Linked DNA regions of Zea mays: region 1 is linked to region 2. The links are chromatin contacts, called in public Hi-C maps. All regions are on one chromosome and are shown on one strand. The core of a region is the stretch at or near the end of the contact, and the rest is flanking DNA. Distances in the headings are between cores, read along the strand shown. Region 1 holds the start of LOC100273227 (3'-5' exonuclease domain-containing protein / K homology domain-containing protein / KH domain-containing protein). Region 2 has its middle 4.3 kb from the start of LOC111347722.

The links. Hi-C and Micro-C count contacts between places; a contact is called where the count stands out from the background.
Region 1: a contact with region 2 is called in a Hi-C map of ear, with 2.3 times the contacts expected there. The contact joins the promoter of LOC100273227 here to the enhancer-like site in region 2. A contact is called at or near these places in 2 of 25 Hi-C or Micro-C datasets (ear and tassel).

What each region holds. Positions count from the first base shown.
Region 1 is chr8:141,968,491-141,972,186 of Zm-B73-REFERENCE-NAM-5.0, reverse strand. LOC100273227 (3'-5' exonuclease domain-containing protein / K homology domain-containing protein / KH domain-containing protein) reads left to right here and starts at 2,298. Exons shown (of 10, transcript NM_001147669.1): 1 at 2,298-2,436; 2 at 3,368-3,528. The coding sequence starts at 2,382.
Region 2 is chr8:141,389,657-141,393,579 of Zm-B73-REFERENCE-NAM-5.0, reverse strand. No RefSeq gene overlaps it. Among protein-coding and RNA genes, the nearest start is that of LOC111347722, 4.3 kb to the left of the region's middle. Within about 2 kb of position 2,014, at least 15 of the 20 cell types and tissues checked have an H3K27ac peak or open chromatin away from gene starts, as enhancers often do. A contact at or near this core is called in ear and tassel, where this site is marked.

The DNA.
Region 1 (3,696 bases), core at 1,049-3,548, 580 kb before region 2:
AAATTTTCTTAAAGTTGAACCACATTGCTTTTTTTGGATTCTATTTTCCTTCAATGAGACCGCTACACATATGATAAGCTTGCAAAAGTGTTAGTCTCAAAGATGTTGATTTATAGAGTGACCTCTCCCTAAAGGTGTGCATACAGATTTTGAATATTTGTAGGAGACATGCACTTGAACTTTTAAGGTCAAGATATTATATAAAGGATAACAATACATAAGTGCGAGTGTTACTAAGGTGATATTTATGAGAAAGTCATCTATAATTTAGACTTCGACATGTATAAATTAAATGATATCGTCAGTAGAATCTAAGAACCACTTGTAGAATGTTGATAACATTTGTAAGAATTTTAAAGAGCTATGTGTTATGCTCCTAATTATTTTAGACCATGTAGGTTTGTTTCTAATCATTCTAAACCATGTAGGTTTACTCCTACAGTTACCAGAACAACAGAAAAAACTATCCTAACGAGAAATCTGCTAGCCGTGTTCCATTTACAGTAAATAGGTCTAAGGCTCGCACTCATGTAACTCTAAATTTTTATCTAAAAAAAAATTCTATCCTTATCAGCAAAATTCTTTACACTATATCATAATCCTCCGCATTTATATTTACTTCATATCTCAACCCTATACCAACTATCAAAACTTTTTCGTACACATGTTGCCGCTGCTGCTCATTGGTATAATGCATAGAGTGGCTGCCGTACATATGCTGAACTGAATGTGCCGTTCTTCATGCCCGCCTCTATTTTAGAGTATCCAGTTGTGGTCTTTTTCTTGCCCTATAGTTTACTCCAACTCGGTAGAGTATCGTGCAAAGTTGTGGATAGCCTAAGGCTGGCTCCAGCAATAAGCAATAGTCTCTAAAACCTCCTCTACTCTAAATATAGAAAACCATGCTCTCCAGCAACGTCCTCTAAATGGTCCTCTAAATTTAGAGGACGCTGCTAGATTCTATATATATAGAGTTTCTCTAAACGGGCCTCTATCTATTTGAATACTTTAAATAACCGGTTTAGCAAAACTAAAATATGTACAATACATTTGAGAGTATGAAAAATACATATGTAAAAAATAAAAAATAAAAATATCTCTAATATACGTATTTGTGTATAGATGACATGATTTAGAGTATGTTGTTGAAGAGAAAGGATATATAAAGGATGAAATCTTTTAAAGGAGACTGAGATAGATATAGAGGATAGATATAGAGGACGTTGCTGGAGACAACCTAAAACCTTCCTTTTGTCGAGCGGAATTTAAATGTGACGATCCAAATATTTTTTCTAGATTGTTATGACATTAGGAACGTAGTTATAAAGTCCTTCACATATCTTGGCCACCTTTTCCCGTCAACAGACATTATACATTTTGATGTATTTTCTATAAACTTTGCCAAAATTAAATAAGTTTAGTCAAAATGTTTTGTGAAAAGTTTTCAAAACACGCTGAGGCATCGATTATAATGTTTGAAACTTTTTTGGATGTTTGGAATATAGTTCTATTTTTTGAAAGCTTCTGCTCTAGGATTTTTTTTTTCAAAATTTTTAGAAATATAGAGATGTTTTCTATGTTTTAATAGTCTTATATCAAGTATTTACTAGATTTAACTAAAAATAAGAAAGAGACAAAACCGTTTTTAAAACTACTTGAAACTATGAAACTATAGCAGGAAGTAATTTGAATGGTCTTGTGAGTCAGATATCTGATTATGGAGTTCGAAAGAAAAAGTGAGTTTAGGCTAGCCGCAGTCACAAACGCCAAAACAAACGCTATGATCATGCAATTACATATGCAGTATGCTGTATGCAGTAGGTAAATGCTGCAGCCGTGTATGCAGAATTAGAGCGAGCACAAGAAACGTTATTCCCAGAGTTTACTAACCTTCTACTCGCCGTACAACATCAGTACAATAAACAGGAGGTAGTTGAGTAAGAAAAGAAAAAGAATAGGAAAAAATAATATTATACATATAGTAGTTGGTATATGATTAAGATATAGAGTCAATATAATAATATAGGGTAAAGAATTTTGCTATAAAAAAGAATATTTAGAATGGTACGAGTGTGGATAGCCTTACCACAGTAAATTGTTAGTTGAGGGAGTGCAATAGCATCAGGGCATCATCATCGCAGATTGGGCTGCCAGTGGAGTTCACGCAATAAATGAACAGGCCCAAGCCCAGCCGACAGCTGCTAGCGGTAACCGTCGCCTCACTTCCGCAGCACCGGCGCGGCGACTATTAGCTATAGCCGAGTAGGCGCAGCCGCGCACGGCGCACCCCTCGTGTTCCCTTTTCGTCCTTGTTCCTCAACGTCGCCGGTGCGCCCGCCTCCTGCCTCTCTCCCCCTGCGAGCGATCGTGAGGGGATCGGGATGGCCTCCCACCATTCCGAGCCCCTCGACCCCGCCGACGCTGACGACCCCTCAGGTGCGGCACTTACCTATGCCTCTCCCCTCTCTCTTCATCCTCCTGGTGGCTCGGCTCTCCCAGTGTTGCTCTACTCGCGGTGTAAATCGTGGCGCGTTAGGTCGCTGCGATCCCGCTGCCTGCTGCTCCGTTTCGCATATGACCGAGCGGCCCCTCCGTTTCGCTTGAAGCGCCCCACCGTTTCGCGCTCATAGTGCTGCGCCCGCGCGGCGCGAGCCCGTACATCTGTGCTCACGGTGCCGCATCGGCGTCCGCTGCTTTTAGGGTTCTGGGAGTTCGTTTAGTCCTTGTGTACTTGTGTTTTAGCTTCTACCTTGCTGTGTTTTGTTGGAGCGTTTTGTGTCATGGTATAATCTTAGGGTTTTTGGGCTCGTAATGTTGGTATGCAGATGCTTATTTGATCGCGCAGCTAGTAACTTCGTGCGGGTTGCTCTAGGGACTAGGTCTTTTTTGGGCGGGATTGCAGAATTACTTGGAGTGAATGCCCATAGTTCCAAGTGAAATACTTGTTCTCTTCAATCACCAATAGTTCTGTATTTTTATATGCAAATAATTTGTGAATATCATAGTGCCTGATCTTGTGATAATTACTTGCTGATAGGTGCTGGCTACTTCATCAGTACTCTTTTTAGCATTGATGAAGAATTAGTTGTGTAGCTGCATTGTGCCAGAAATTCTGGAACAAGTTCTTATGATTCCATTCCGATGCACTTTATCCATTTACTTAATAGTTTGGCAGTGAAATTGGCTGCATATCGCTACCTGTGTGTTTTGTTGGTAGGTTTTTTGCTTGCTAGGATCGGTTATCTTGCTCAGAACAGGGAACTGTTTTTGTCCATATAGTTTCCCCTTGATTGGGGTTGCTTCTACAGTTGTGCACCAATGAGCCAATTTTAATTGCTTTGTATTGATCACTTGATTTCTCTTGCAGATAACAACCCAGAATTACCATGCCCCTCCTATCATATCGTTACCAAACCTGGTCAACTCCCAGTCGAGTTTCTTGAACCCTCAGCTGCCCAGAAGTTGGTAATTGGATTTGACTGTGAAGGTGTTGATCTCTGCCGCAATGGTGCTCTCTGTATTATGCAGGTGAGCAAAAGTAACCTTAGCTGGCATGATGTTGTATTATAGGGTTTTGTTTTCATGATTGTGACATCACAAAAAACTTTATGCAGCAGCCATTCATTTTTCTTATAAGTGGAATAAAACATTACTTCATTACTTTCAGTGGTCTTCATTTTGTAACGAATTGTTTCT
Region 2 (3,923 bases), core at 765-3,264:
TAGTTGATATAGCTACATATGTAGGATAATTGTGACCGTGATAAATTGTTGGATAGAGTAGAGAATCTCTTTGATTAGAATAGAATATTTTTTTTAGCGTAGAGAAAAAAAGGTATAAAGAGTGTGGATAGCCTCGGAAAATACGACTGTCTTGTGGCACCGACGCTTTTGCTTGGCTGTGGATACCAGCATTTAGTGTATTTTATTTTGAAATTTAAATACATATACCAATGTAAAAACAAATATCTTTAGATCCCTTCCTTTTAAAGGAATTGGAAATTTATTTGATAGAGTATGTCTTTAGTTTGAAATTTGACATTCCATCATTTTCCTAAGTTTAGATATAAGCATATCCCGAATTCATAGGATGAGGTGTGGAAATTGATTTAATGTGTCACTAATATATGTTTCTACTCTGTAACTTATAACGCACTCATCGGCTCGCTCCCATATAATAAAAATGTAGCATATAAATATCTTCCTCATATAACCAAAAATAGTATATAAATAAATTCTATATAGAACTGTATTAGCTTATATTGGGAGACCTTTATTATCGAAGGTCCTCGAAGTGTTTCATTATATTTAATGTATTATCGAAGAATGACCAAGCTAGCCTTCGTCCAAACTAGCGCGCAAAGCGAAGGCGAAGCTGAAGAGCTTCAGCTCCGAAGGGTTGATACAAGAAAGGGATCAAAGGAAAGAGCTTTGGTCAGCGACATCAACACACGAATCAAATCTAGAAAATGATAGCTCTACAATCAACACACATGCACTAAGTGCCATATTTTTTTCATAAATAACTTAGTATAATCTATATCAATTTAGTATATAGTTCAAAATATAAAGATAAGGTATTAGCATATGAAACTATAGATTTAACATTTAAAGTCTACAAATACATACAAATATAATATGAACATCAAGCACAAAATGCACTAAATAAATGTGCATACCGGTTGCAAAGTAAATTTCAATATTACTTGTTCGGCGTGTGCTTTATGTTTTCGAAAAAGCGAAGCAATATCTTCGCCCCTCTTCATATTCAATCAATGTATTGTACAAGTAAATTGATATAGCACAATGTTAAAAAAGTATCATTAGTAACGAAATCCAGGTTTACATAAAAAATTCTTCTAAAATCACTAATCAAAATTACAAAGAAAAATAGAGTTGATTTACCATCTCTGCTGTACGTCATGTGGCCAATGCAGTCCGCCTATGAAGCAGAGATATGAAGAGAGACGACTAGAGGCTTAGGGAGACTGGACAGTACGACACCAGACCGTCCCGCGTGATAGCCTGGATAGTCTGGGATTAGATAAGTTCTTGCGACATCTTGATTTCTTGCGATATTTTTATAATTTGTTGTGGGATATTGTTGGACCCCACTTATAAAAGTGTCTAGAGCTCCACTATAAATATATATATAAAGGGTACGGGAACACTAAAAATTGATATACAAACTAGCTTATACATTATTTTCTTAGACCTATAGGTTTAGTTTTAGTCCTAGTTGTTGTTTCCCCAAATCCTAATCTTCTCATATCTTCGGCTCTATATTGTCTGAGACGCTTTAAGTGGTATGTCGACCCGAAAGCAACCTATAATCTCTCCTCCCTGTGGGTCCCACTCGAGAGGCAGAATGTAGGTTTTTCCCGAGCCTCTCCATGCGTAGCGGATAGTTCGGCTCCTGGCCATGTCGGACAGTTCAAGCTCCAGGGCCGGACGTGTATGCACAAAGCGTGTCAACTCTAGGGATAATTAGTGTTTAGTCTAGAAAGACGTCACAATATATATATATATATATATATATATATATATATATAATAATAATAATAATAATAATAATAATAATAATTCTAACTCCATCCGATCCATACATGATCTGCAGGAGCGATTTATATGTAGAGCAATAGCTGCACTGGTTCTGGTTGGGTTGGGTTATACGGTGGTTGCACCTTTGGTGCCACGGTGAGCTGTCAAACCTACCCTAGCTAGCCACAGACACGCGGCGCCCAACGGGAGAGAAGGACGGAGGAAGGCACGGTCCTCTTTCTCATGTCTCACCTAGCTACTAACCCAGAGTCAGAGGGCCAACTTTAATTACACCACGCAATCATGCACCTGATGAAAGGCCAAAAAAACAATCTAATCACACCTTCCAATCAATATCATGCACCGGTGAACCGTCCCTGCTTTGATTTCACCGGAAGAATTCAATTCCACTGCCAGTGAAAGCAAAGCAAAGCATTGACAGCATATTTATACGCATGTTTTGACGTGCTTGTCATCATCAGCTGAGATTGCCGCGCACGTTACGCCGTCGTCGTTGGTGGACCTGATATGGGACCATTACATATGTACTGCTACCACTGCCTTTTCTATTAGTTACTTATTTGTTGTTATTAGAACTAATCACGGGCGATTATGTGTGTAGTTACCAAACTCGCGCGACTTTCCTGCCAAAAAGAAGAAAATCTAATATTTAAGATGATCTTGACAACAATCATGTGCATACGTGCAATAACTTAAAAGGCGTGGCCAGAAGCTTCTGCAGACCCGCCTAACTGGTGGCTAGACTTGAAAGTTTAGGCCGGATCATTTAGGGTCAGCACGGTACAACATAAAATAAGAGTCCAAAGTACAACATGATACGAAAGAAAAGGGTCGGACCAGTACAACTCGAATAGTCGAACCATGTTGTATCTCAAACTTAGTCGTCATAATGAGCGGCACAACATGACACGATAAGATAAGCCATACTTGTCAATATTTGGGCCACCGTGCTTATCAACAAGGTTACTAGTATATTAATACACGTGTGTCTAATTATAAGGAAAGTATGTCTTATATTATAGAACAAGAATAAGATGTAGTTACACCTTATAATAGGATATAAGGACGGAGGAAGAGATAATCCTAAGACCAAGACACGGCAGGAAAGTCAGCGTTTGGTAACCCAACGAGGACCGCACTATTGAAGATTTGTTGTTACGCATAGAAAGCTAATATGTTCCGAGCATGTTTTCTTGTTTGAAGTTACGTCAAGAATTCCTGAAATTCCACTAAACGACAAAGCAGGTCGACACCCCATCTTCAAAGCCCGGGCAGTGCAAGCGTGATGCTGATGCAGTAGAGTACTTGTTGCCATGAGAAACTGATCAACTCTAAGAAATTAATGGCCATAAAACTCCTTTTTATCTCTTTTTTTAGAAAAAACAGCTAAACCAAACCGTTAAAAATATATTGGTTTCTGGAGCTAGAGATAATCAACTCGACTTAATGGAGATTAAGGTTCAGCATCTACTTCTGTTTTAAAATAGAAGAAAGAAAATAACGATAAAAAATAGTAGAAAGAAAATTAACGATAAAAAATAGTAGACGTATTATATGTTAGGAATTTAGGTATTTTCAGTTTTAATTTAATTTAGGAAAACAGTGTGATATATGTGATGCCATGTATGTCAATGTGTGTATAACTACTCGTTTATGTTGGATTAATGTGGGCCTGACCTAAATTAATATTCAATAGTAGTCAATGCTAAAGGCACACTTTAATGATACAGTGTACTAATACTTTAGTAACGTACCAGAAGTTTAAGGAACAAATTAATCAACTTAAATAGGTGGACCATCCATGCATCTATTGATAAGTTGAGAAAAGGATTAAGGACTGCCATACGTGGGAGCGCCACCGGCCGGGCCGCGGGCGAGGCTCGTGGTAGATCGGACCTTGGTCTAAATATTTCTACCTAACGGCTGCACATTTGCTTGGAGTGATGATCGTCCATTATTGTCGTCTGTTACTGTCCATTTCCTGTGTTATGGCTAGTAACAGACGGGCTGTAATGACTGTCAGTTTCTGGTCATAATGACGATCGTTACTGTCCGTTCCGCTCCCTCTGTGTGTACAAATACGA